2 separate regions of the Pan troglodytes genome follow, and region 2 is linked to region 1. A link is a contact called in public Hi-C data. All regions are on one chromosome and are shown on one strand. The core of a region is the stretch at or near the end of the contact, and the rest is flanking DNA. Distances in the headings are between cores, read along the strand shown.

Region 1 (5,733 bases), core at 906-3,405:
CTGTTTTCTCCAAACATCTTAACAATATTCCCTGGAACCTACACTCTCCAGGCTACCCTTAGGGAAACGGGGCTATATGGAATAAAATCATTTCCAGATCAACACTGCCTTCAGGCTGGGGAGTAAGCTGGGTGGAGGGTCCCTTTCCACTCACCTGTCTGGCCCTCACTTCCCCTGGGATTGCCTGTCACACCTGCCCCCTGCCCAGGACTCCTCTACCTCCTGCCTTCTGAGAGCCTCTTTTTGTCCCTTTAGCCCTTAGCTGTGTGTCCCCTCGCAGCCCCCATGACAGCAGAGATTTGTGCCTGTTGAGGTCACTGCTGTGCCCCCATGCTTAGCAGAGTCCCTCACAGGAAAGAAGTGCCCGATAAACATCTAAGATTAAGTGGATCATCAACTCAGCAGGGGGCTGGGGGTGGGGGGCATGGGTGTCAGGACTTTAGATCCATATTAAGGTTCTACCACTTTACAAACCAGTAGCCTGGGCAGGCTGCTTCCTCTCCTCGTACCAGCTTCAGCAGCAGCAGCCGAGGAATGATGCCGACCACACAGGGCCTTTGTGAGGACTGGACTCCGTAAGGGGCGTGAACGAGTCTGGGCATGCCCTCCATCAAAGTGAGCATGAGAGGAATGGGGGCCGAAGGAACTTCTGCGGTCACTGCCAGGGTGGGTTCGTGAGCATGGAGCAGCCGCCTAGCCTCACCTTGCCGTGGGTAAGCAGCTCCAATGCAGGTGCACTACAGGGCCGACGGCAAGTGCCACAAGAACCCATGTTCCTTTCTTTACCTGAGACCCATGCCGTGCCCACTGGGCACGGAGCTGCTGCCCAAAACACATTTGTAGAATGAGTGAGTGAGGGGTGGGCATTGACTACCTGAGTGCATGAATCAGTAACGGACGGCGTGTGACAGACACCAAAGCACAGGTCAGGTGCTGGGTCCGGTGCAGGCTGATGTCAAGGTGGTCATGTGAGCTCGCTGAGTTCTGTATTACAAAGTGGGATGAGTAGTGCAGAGCCGGGATTTGAGCCTGGTTCCTCGCCCCTGCATCTTTGCTCATGCCTGGGAGGGCAGCTCCAGTGAGTTAACACATGGCTTGGGGATTCCCCCCTCCACACACACAGTCACACAAGGCAGGCAGGCAAGCTCTTCTTTCCACAGGGCAGGAAGCCAAGGGTCAGAGAGGTTAGTCCACTTGCCCAGGGTCACACAGCCTTAAGGGGCAGGGTGGAAACTTGCCTTGAATCTTTCTTGCTGTAGGTGTCAGCTCCTGCCACCATATACTGGAGCAGGTAGAGGAGGCTGACCCGAGACTCAGTGTGCCCGACTTACGGGGCACCGAGCTGCCAATTCTACCAGACAGACAGGGCACCTCCCATCCTCCCAGGCCTCCAGAAGTGCCCAAGGCCAGAGCTCCACAGAAGGACCCTAGGAGAACTGAGCAATGCTTCCTCAGTCTTTGCTAACCCAGCCCACTCTGAACCGCCAAGGTTCACCCCCTCCTTTCGAGTGACCTGAAATTTCAAAAACTGACATGCAATACCAATTATCTAAGCAAGGCTATGGCCACTTGAGAACACGCTTTTTTGATCCACAATCACTCCTTAGTCCTCTAACAAATCCTCCAGGATCTGTAGACCATCAGTGGCCCTGGTTTCTAAACCCCCTGCCTCCAGATGAGGCCCCAGGACCCTGCTCAAGCACATCAGGGTGTGAAAGGACAGATTAAAGGCTCTAACTGGAAATCCGAATTTCTCCTTCAAGTACCCCTCTACTATGAAACCCCCAAGTCAAAGACGCCTGCAGCTTGCCGCCTCCAATCGCTCCTGAGTAATCGCAGCCTTCAGCCAGGTTGAAAATACCCCTTTGGGACCCTCACTGCGGCCTCCCAAGGCCCCAGGAACATGGGTCCTCAGGACCTGGGCTGTGGGTCCAGGAAACCAGTCGCCATGGTCGAGCCCCCTTCTGATCATGAACAACAGCGCTCACCTGGCAGGGAGGCTGCAGCGGCTCTACGGGACCAAGCCCCTCAGGCACGCGCACTGCCTGAAATGCCCTAAGCGCTCGGCTTGACTGTGGCATACCCGCCCTCTCCCCCAGCCCCTGGCTGGCTCGTCTGCCTGGCCCCTGCAGCAGAGACAGCTGAGCGCACCATCCTCCTCCCGTAGGGGGCGGGCGGTCCTGTCCCCGAAGCGGCAGCCGCCGGGACCTCATCTCCCAGCCTCCTTCGCAGGGAGACGCAACCACGGGACCAGCCCCGTGAACGGCACAGGTAGGGAGATGTGCGCCCTTTGTAGAGTCTCCCCAGCAGCTGGAGGCAGGAGGAGGGTGCTTTTGGGGTTAGGGGCGGGAGCCACACGATAGGAGTGGAGGAAGCCAGCCGCCCCTGTGAGAGGGTGGCAGAAGCCGTGGGGGCTCCTTCCCCTGCAGCGGGCAGGCCTGGCCCCGACCAGTCTGCCCTGCCCCATCATCTACAAGCGGCTCCCAGGCCCTGTGAGCGCCCGCACCACAGTGAGGCTATCCGCGGACAGGCCCCCCCCCCCCCGCCCAGAGCCCTCCGCGGGCGACCCAACGGGCCACTCCCGGGGCGCGGCTGACACTCTGCTGCTGCCCCGGCGGGAGCCTCCGTTTACCCCTCTTGCCCTTCTTCCTCCCGGACTCAAGAACCACGCAGAGGGGGACGTTTGGATAGTGCCATTTATTATTCTAGCACCCCTTCCTCCACCACGCCCAGGCCTGGGACAAACGGGCACCCGCCTCCTGCGGCGCTGCCTCTATTGAATCCAGGTAGGGGAAGGAACGACTCGAGCTCTAAGGATGGGACCCGGAAGGCAGAAAAAAATAATGGATTGGGGCGGGCGGGAAGTCAAAAGGCGGGCTGATTAAAAGAAAATTCTAAAAGAGAAAAGGGCCCCTAGTTCTCTTCCCTCTCTGGGATCCTCTAAACACAAAGGGCCTGGTTTCTCCATTCCTCGCAGCACCCCCACCCCCACCCCGGACAACTGAGGAAGAGTAGGGAAAATGGCCTTCTACTTGAGGCCTGGTCGCCACTCGGCCTCTACAGTTCTCTCCATTGTCTCTCCGGCTCGCAGGCCGATAACCTAGGAAGGGCGGGCCAGGCTCAGGGGGGCAGAGTCTCGAGGCGGAGAAGTGAACTGGCCCTAATACCCCCCAGTGCCCCACATTGATGGCGCGGGGACAGAGGAAGGCAGGGAGCTGGGGATGCCGCGGGGTCCATCGCACCCCGTCCGCTTCTCCCTGGGTCTCTTGGTCTTGCACGTCGTTGTTCCCGCCAAGCCCGAGGGGCCCTGCCCACGCCCCCCCCCCCGGGCCCCTCCCCTACCGGCCCTCCCCAGCGCGGCACTCGGGGCACCGCCCGCCCGCGGCCTCGTCGTCCTCCTCCTCCTCCCCGCCCGCCCGGTAGTAGCTCTGTCCGCAGCTGCTGCAGACCGAGGGCGCGCCCACCGCGTGGATCTTCTTGTGTCTCCGGAGCGCGGCGCCCTGCACGAAGCCCTCCCCGCACTCCACGCAGATGTGGGCCGGCTCCTCGCCCCCCGCCGCCCCGAGCCCGTCCCCGTGCTGGGCCCGCTGGTGCGCCAGGAGCCCGGCCCCGTGCCCGAAGCCCTTCCCGCACTCCAGACACACGTACGGCTTGGGGGCCGGGGCGCGCCGCGACCGGGGCCCCGCGGCCTTTGCCCCCGCGCCCGCCATGGCTGCCGCGGCCGCGGCCCCCTCGCCCGGCGCGCCCACCACGATGATGCCCTCGCCATCGCCCACGGGGATGGCGATCTCGCCGTCAGCCGCCACCGCCTCTTCGGGCCCCTTGGCCCGCCGGACGCTGGCCGCCAGCACCTTGGCCGCCACGCCGGGCCCTGACAGCTCCGGGTGCAGCCGCAGGTGACGCGCGAGGCTCTTGGGCTGGCTGAAGCCGCGGCCGCAGCGCGGGCACACGAAGGGCTTGAGGCCGCTGTGCGAGCGCCGGTGCTTGGCCAGGCTCTTGCTCTGAGTGAAGCTGCGGCCGCAGTCGGGGCAGGTGTAGGGCTTCTCGCCCGTGTGGATGCGCTGGTGCTGCATGAGGTTGGAGCTCCAGCTGAAGCGCTTGCCGCATTCCAAGCAGGCGTAGGGCTTCTCGCCCGTGTGGATGCGCCGGTGCTGCACCAGGTGCGAGCTCTGCGAGAAGGTCTTGCCGCAGTCGGCGCAGGCGTTGGGCCGCTCGCCGGTGTGCGTGCGCTGGTGCCGCGTCAGCTTGGACCAGTGGCTAAAGCTCTTGCCACACTCGTTGCAGATGTAGGGGGCGGGCGGCCGCGGCCGGGGAGGCGGGCCGGCTGGGGGCGCAGACTGGGGCGGGGACAGCTTGGTGGGAGGCCAGCTGGGGACGTCGTCATCATCCATGATGAGGATGTCCACTGGAAAGCAAGAGGGTAGGGGTAGGTGAGTCAAGAGAGGCAAGGGCTCCACGCCTGCCTTGGCTGCTACGCTGGCCTCGGGTGCCTCGCTCCCCCTGGCGCAGGACCTGCCCTGGTGTCCTCAGAGTGTGCATCACTCCCTGCATTTTACTGAGTATTTATTACCTCTCTCCCCAGCTAAGACCTCAGCTCTGTGTGAGTTAAGACCCTCAGTTTACCCCCAACCTCTAGAACAATGCCCCAGACACAGAACACCTGGTCTGTAAACAACCAGGCAACATAAGAGGCATGGGCGAGGGGCGGGATCCACGGAAGGCTCCCAGAAAAGGACCCCGAAACCCAAAACACCAGCCTGGACGCCGGGGGCAGAGGATGAGGAAGGCTCACAGGCAAAGGTTCCACTAGGCAGAGAGGCCGCAGGGCTTGAATGCAGCCCTGGACACCTGGACCTGAGCCAGGGAGTGGGTTTGGCACCCTGAAGACGTGCCCGCCAGGGAGCGATGGTGTCACATTCGGGCTCCAGGAAGACAATCCTGGCTGCAGACAGGTAATGGGATTGGAGATGAGCATGAAAGCCCCGCCTCCGAACCTGGGAGTAAAACCTGGCTCAACGCCACCTCCATTACAGAGGCTATGGTCAGCCCCTGGTGTGGGGGCTCCTGTCTGCTCAGTGAGGACAATTCGGGCACACAGGGCTTTGCCTGCACATCTTTACACTGAGGACGCCCTTCCAGCACTCAACGAGGCCTTTCACGCATCTGCACCAGGCCTGCCCCTGGGGGCTCTCCCGGGAGGGATGGGCTTGCCTCCTCCCCAGCTCATTCACTCCTGAGAAGGGTCCGTGTGCAGCTTCTACATTTGCTCTCCCTTGGGGCCTGGTCCAGAGCAACAGAATCAGGTGGGAGGGCCTCAGCAAGTGCATCTCTGACCCCCGTGGACACCCCAGGTGCACCCCACAGGGTTTTTTCAAAGCCATGAATCACAATTACAACGTTCTCACTCCTGACCTTACTAGACTGTAAGCTCCTAAGTCTCTATCCCAACACCTGGCACGGTGGTGCCCAGCACACAGAGCCCAAACACCCTCCCAGATGCCACGCTGGCAAACACGCAAGGAAGGGCCATGACGCCCCCCCTGCGCTACACATTTCAGCATCAGGTCCTCATAAGCTGGGAGCACAAAACTGAGCCTTTATAAGGGAGAAACTGAGGCACTAGGGAGTCGAGTCACGGCCCACAGCTACACGACTGCAAAGTGGCAATGCCCAGAAGCGCATTAGTAGACTGGGTCCAAGAAACAGCCATCTACCACTAACTGCGGCCGCCCA
Region 2 (5,081 bases), core at 2,317-4,816, 70 kb after region 1:
CTGACGGTGGTGTATAGACAGCTGACATCTGGGGGCGCTGCTGTGGATTGGGGTTTCTTGGCATCTGGTCTGTGGGAGCTGACGGTGGTGTATAGACAGCTGACATCTGGGGGCATCTAGTGGGAGCTGACGGTGGTATATAGACAGCTGACATCTGGGGGCGCTGCTGTGGATTGGGGTTTCTTGGCATCTGGTGTGTGGGTCCTCGCCTGTCCTCAGAGTTTTCACCGAGACATTGCCGGATGAGAAGGAGAGGACAGCCGAGGAGAGGCTCCTGTACTGGTAGAAAGCAGTAGAGCTCACCTGGAAACTTTTAAAAAATACTGTCGGCCGGGCACGGTGGCTCACGCCTGTCATCCCAGCACTTTGGGAGGCCAAGGTGGGCAGATCACCTGAGGTCAGGAGTTCAAGACCAGCCTGGCCAACATGGCAAAACTGCGTCTCTACTAAAAATACAAAAATCAGCTGGGCATGGTGGCACATGCCTGTAATCCCAGCTACTCAGGAAGCTGAGGCAGGAGAATCGCTTGAACCCAGGAGCTGGAGATTGCAGTGAACCAGGACTGCACCACCGCACTCCAGCCTGGGCGACAGAGTGAGACTCTGTCTCAAAAAAAAAAAAAAAAAAAAAAACCGTTGCCGGGATTTTACTCTTAGATTTGAAGTTGCGGTTATGAGGTGATTCGGGCCTCAGCTTCAGTAATTTTTTAACTGAATGTCTCCATTCTCCTGTTGAAGGACATTTGGGTTGATTCCAGGGTTTTGTTTTTTTTTTTTTTTTAATAGAGCTGGTTTACGTCTCTGAATAGGTTTCTGTGTGAATACACATTTACATTTATCTAGGGTAAGCGCCCAGGAGTGCAGTTGCTGGGTTGCGTGACATCTTAGTCTGTTTGGGCTGCTGTAACAAGGTACCATAGGCTGCTGGCTGAAAACAACGGGAATGTATTTCTCACAGTTCTGCAGGCTGGGGAGTTTGAGATCAAGGCCAACTCAGTGTTTGGTGAGGGCCTCCTGCTGGTTCACAGATGGTGGCTTCCTGCTGTGTCCTCACAGGGCAGAAGGGGTGAAGGGGTCTCTCTGGGGTCTCTTGTAGAAGGGCACTAATGCCATTCATGAGGGCTCCCCCTTCATGACCTAATCACCTCCCAAAGGCCCCACGCAATCTCATTACCTTCAGGGTTAGGATTTCAACATAGAATTTGAGAGGCACACAGACATTTGGTCTGCAGCAGTCTTCTGTCCATTTTCAGACTGGGTTGTTTTCTTGCCCTGGAGATTCCTTCATGTTAGTCTGGATGCATCCTCTGCCAGCTAGTAGACTTTCACATTTTTTTTTAAAGTGCCTCATGACCTGTGTGAGCCACTGGAGTTGAGGACCACCAATAAGAGAGAGCCCGTCATCCAGGAGGGGGCAGGCTCTTCCATTTGGGGGAGAACAGGGGACATTTGGGAATCACAGCCTCCATGGTTCTAAGGACTGTTCCCATCTCCTCAGAGTCTAGGGGACTTAGAGAAATATATAGCCTTCTTGGCTACGTTGGCCTTGTCGAGTTTGTTTATGACTTTTTTATGGTATGTCTAGCCCCAGCTGGAATATAGTCTCATATAGTCTCCTGTGGGTTGGGGCCTTGTCTTTTGTTCAGTGATGTGTCCCTGGAGCTCAGGATGGTGCTGGGCACATAGTAGGTGCTACAAAAATACTCGTTGAGGGAATGGCTAACCCTTCCCAGCCTCCTCTTCTCCTGCTGTGGAGGGAATGGCTAACCGTTCCCAGCCTCCTCTTGTCCTGCTTTGATATACAGGATTTGACAGGAAGACCAGGGTATGGTCAGCTTCCTCACTTCTGTGGAGAGAGAATCTGATCTGTCCAGAAAGATCGAATGACCTGGCTGTAGTCACTCAGCATCTGGCCTCAGGCACACAATAGGGAAAGGGGATAGTTTAAGACGGATGGGGGCAGGGCAGAGAAAAACCAGTGGGGTAGGCCTGGGAGGCGGGGAGAGGCAGCTCCAGCCAGTACCTGGTTAGCTTGACAGGAAATGCCCCAGTCCGCCTGCGTCTCAGGTCGGAATTGAAGGGGAGGCCCTGGGGCTCCAGAGGCAGCTGGGAGCACGGGAAAAGAAAATAGCACAGGGTAGCTGTTCAATGTAGAAGCCAAACTCAGCAGATTAGCAGAGGACAGGTTGATAATCAAGGCCCAAACTCAGTATTTGAAAAGAATGGTAGAATAGTGCAAACCTTCAGCAAGTTGACCAGGAGGAAAACAAGAAACAGCACAAACACTGATGGTGGAAGCAAGCAAAGCCGGGGATGGAGCGGATTTGACAACCGTTGAGAACACCGTGTTCAACGTACACAATGCATTCGAAGTCCTAGATGAAATGGACAGTTTTCTAGGAAAATATAAATCACCAACATATGCTCATGATGTAGTGGCAGATGTGAGAGTCTGGAAACCAGAGGGGGGAGATCAAAAGGTGATGAAAGACCTTCGCGTATAGAAGGCACTGGGTTCCAGCACTTTATGTGTAAGTTCTACCAGGCCTCCAAGGAACTGATCATTCTCATCTGTTCTTTTTTTTGAGGCGGAGTCTCACTCTGTCACCCAGGCTGGAGTGCAGTGGCATGGTCTCAGCTCACTGCAACCTCCGCCTCCCATGCTCAAGCAATTCTCCTGCCTCAGCATCCCAAGTAGCTGGGATTACAGGTGCATGTCACCATGCCTGGCTAATTTTTTTGTATTTTTAGGAGAGGCGGGGTTTCACCATGTTGGCCAGGCTGGTCTCTTTTACACAAACTTCCAGAACACAGGGAAGGTGTTCCTCAGCTCACTGGCAAGGCTGCCACCCCCACCCCCACCCCCAACCACCTAACAGGACAAGGACAGCACAGGAAAAGAAGGTTGCAGCCAGTCTCATGGGACCCTCAACAGAACATCGGCAGCTTGATTCCGCAGTGGGTGGACAGACTGATGTGCTGGGGCAGGTGGAGCTTAGCCCAGATACAAGAGGATGCTTCATCCTTAGGGGATCCTCAACAGAACGTCAGCAGCTTGATCCCACAGTGGGTGGACAGGCCTATGCACTGGGGCAGGTGGAGCTTAGCCCAGATACACGAGGATGCTCCATCCTTAGGAAGTCTCTCAGTTAGTACACAGACTTCAAAGCCGACCAGTCTCTCTCAGTTAAAGTACACAGACTTCAAAGCTGGATATGAGTCCTGCCTCCACCTTTTCCAAGCTGGGTGACCTTGGATGCATGTCTGGGACTCTCAGAGCCTTGGCTCCCTCAGCTGCAATTTTGGAATCTCGATTCCTGAGCCCTCCAGGGATGGGTGTAAGGAGGGCTCCATCAGGCAGTGTGTTCCTGGCTGTGCCAAATTGGCTCAGTCAGTCACACACAGGGTCACAGCTTATTACAAAGAAAGAACACAGATGACAATCAGCCAAGGGAAGAGATGTGTGGAACGGGTGGAGGAAGGCTCTGTGCTCGGAGCTCCCAACTGTCCTCCTGCCGTGGAGTGTGGACGGCGCTAACTCCTCCCGGCAACAACGTGTGACAACCTGCAGGGGGTGCTGCTGGCCAGGAACGCTCCCCCGAGCTCGGCACTCGGTCTCTGTTGGGGTTGTGTGTAGATATGCTGACCTTCACCTCCATCCCCGGCAGAGGCCGAGCTGATGCACGTGGCCCAGACCCCCAACCCTGAGTCACGCTGTGGGCTCAGCCCACCCGGGTGGCCCAGGGCTCCAGGTGAGCAGACCCTGCCATCAGGCAGTGTGTTCTAGGGGCATAGAGGTGACCCTCCCTGGAGCCAAGGGCAGAGGCCAGACCTCTCTGGACAGGGCTGAGCCTCACTGCACAGCAGCAGCGTCTCGTCCAGTCTCCACGCAGCCTGCAGGGTCCGTCCTGGGTACTTGTGTCATCTCAGGGAAGGGAAGCAGCTTGCCCGAGGTGACACAGCTGGTTCAGGGACGGGGGGATCTGTGGAAAAAACGTACTCAAAGTATCTTTTTCTATTCTCAGCATCAGTGACCACAGAAGACATCTGTGACCAAATGTTGGAGGGGGTGTCCCCTCACATACCGAACAAGCAATCAGCTCTGCAGCAGACACAAGCTGGGCGTCCTCTATTGCATTTCCAACACGGTCTCCCTGGAGACAGTGCCAGATCCCACAGGTTGAGGGCTCACATCCCAAGACTGGCCCCCCATTTCTGATGCCAGTCACAAGCCCCAGGTTATTTCATCTGTGCTTCCAACTGACGGGCTGTACATCGGGCTCCCACAGCCCCTCCTCTGGTTCCGTTAATTTGCTAGTGTGCTCACAGAACCAGGGAAACATGTTTACTGATTTATTGTAAAGGAGATTTTAAAGGATACCAGTGAACAGCCAGATGGAGAGCCACGTATGGTGAGGTCTGGAAGGGTTCCGAGCGCCGGGGCCTCTGTCCCTGTGGACTGGGGATGCACCATCCTCCTGGCATGTGGGTGAGGTCTAGTTTACCTTGCTGTCCACCTCCACGAGTTCAGCTCTCTGGAAGCTCCCTGAACCCTGTCCTTTGGGCCTTTTATGGAGACTTGGTTGAGAGGCATAACTGAAGCATGGACAGCCATGTAGAAATGCGATTAGATAAAACGGGTGTGATCGAATCCGAGTAGACCGAGCGGGGAAACCTCGCAAGGCCTGTGTGTTCAGACCCTTCTTGGCCTCCTTTGGCTTTCTTTCCTCAGGGTAGGGGCAGGACCCCTTCTGAAGGGGGGTGTTATGGCCCACAATCAGACAAATTAGGTCAGAAAAATTTTTTATGGCCAGAGGTGGGGGAAGATTTAAGGATATTTTTAGTTTTTAAGGCCTGCCTTGTGGAGAAAGAAGAGCAGGTGAAAGTAGGGCAGAAGGTCAGGGAGAGACTCTTTTTCTGAGGCCTAAAGCTTCCCATCGTTAGAACAAGACTGTAACAAGGGCTGTGGGGGTCATGAGCCAGGAGCCATGGACAGAGCCCAATGTATACATATCATAAAATCACAGGGAGGGTTAGGACCCCGGGGCTGCTCCATGCTCCCCACTTCTGTGTGCCTGGCC

Evidence for each region. Hi-C and Micro-C count contacts between places; a contact is called where the count stands out from the background.
Region 2: a contact with region 1 is called in a Hi-C map of induced pluripotent stem cells, with 1.9 times the contacts expected there. The contact joins two enhancer-like sites. A contact is called at or near these places in 2 of 7 Hi-C or Micro-C datasets (induced pluripotent stem cells and stem cell-derived neural progenitor cells).

Annotation. Positions count from the first base shown.
Region 1 is chr20:59,028,951-59,034,683 of NHGRI_mPanTro3-v2.0_pri, forward strand. It overlaps ZNF787 (zinc finger protein 787), which reads right to left. Exons shown (of 3, transcript XM_009436474.5): 3 at 2,679-4,405. The coding sequence ends at 3,339. Among named protein-coding and RNA genes, the nearest start is that of ZNF787, 35 kb to the right of the region's middle. Within about 2 kb of position 2,156, at least 3 of the 24 cell types and tissues checked have an H3K27ac peak or open chromatin away from gene starts, as enhancers often do. A contact at or near this core is called in induced pluripotent stem cells, where this site is marked.
Region 2 is chr20:59,098,020-59,103,100 of NHGRI_mPanTro3-v2.0_pri, forward strand. The region is part of intron 3 of ZNF444 (zinc finger protein 444); the gene reads left to right. Among named protein-coding and RNA genes, the nearest start is that of ZNF444, 13 kb to the left of the region's middle. Within about 2 kb of position 3,567, at least 2 of the 24 cell types and tissues checked have an H3K27ac peak or open chromatin away from gene starts, as enhancers often do. A contact at or near this core is called in induced pluripotent stem cells, where this site is marked.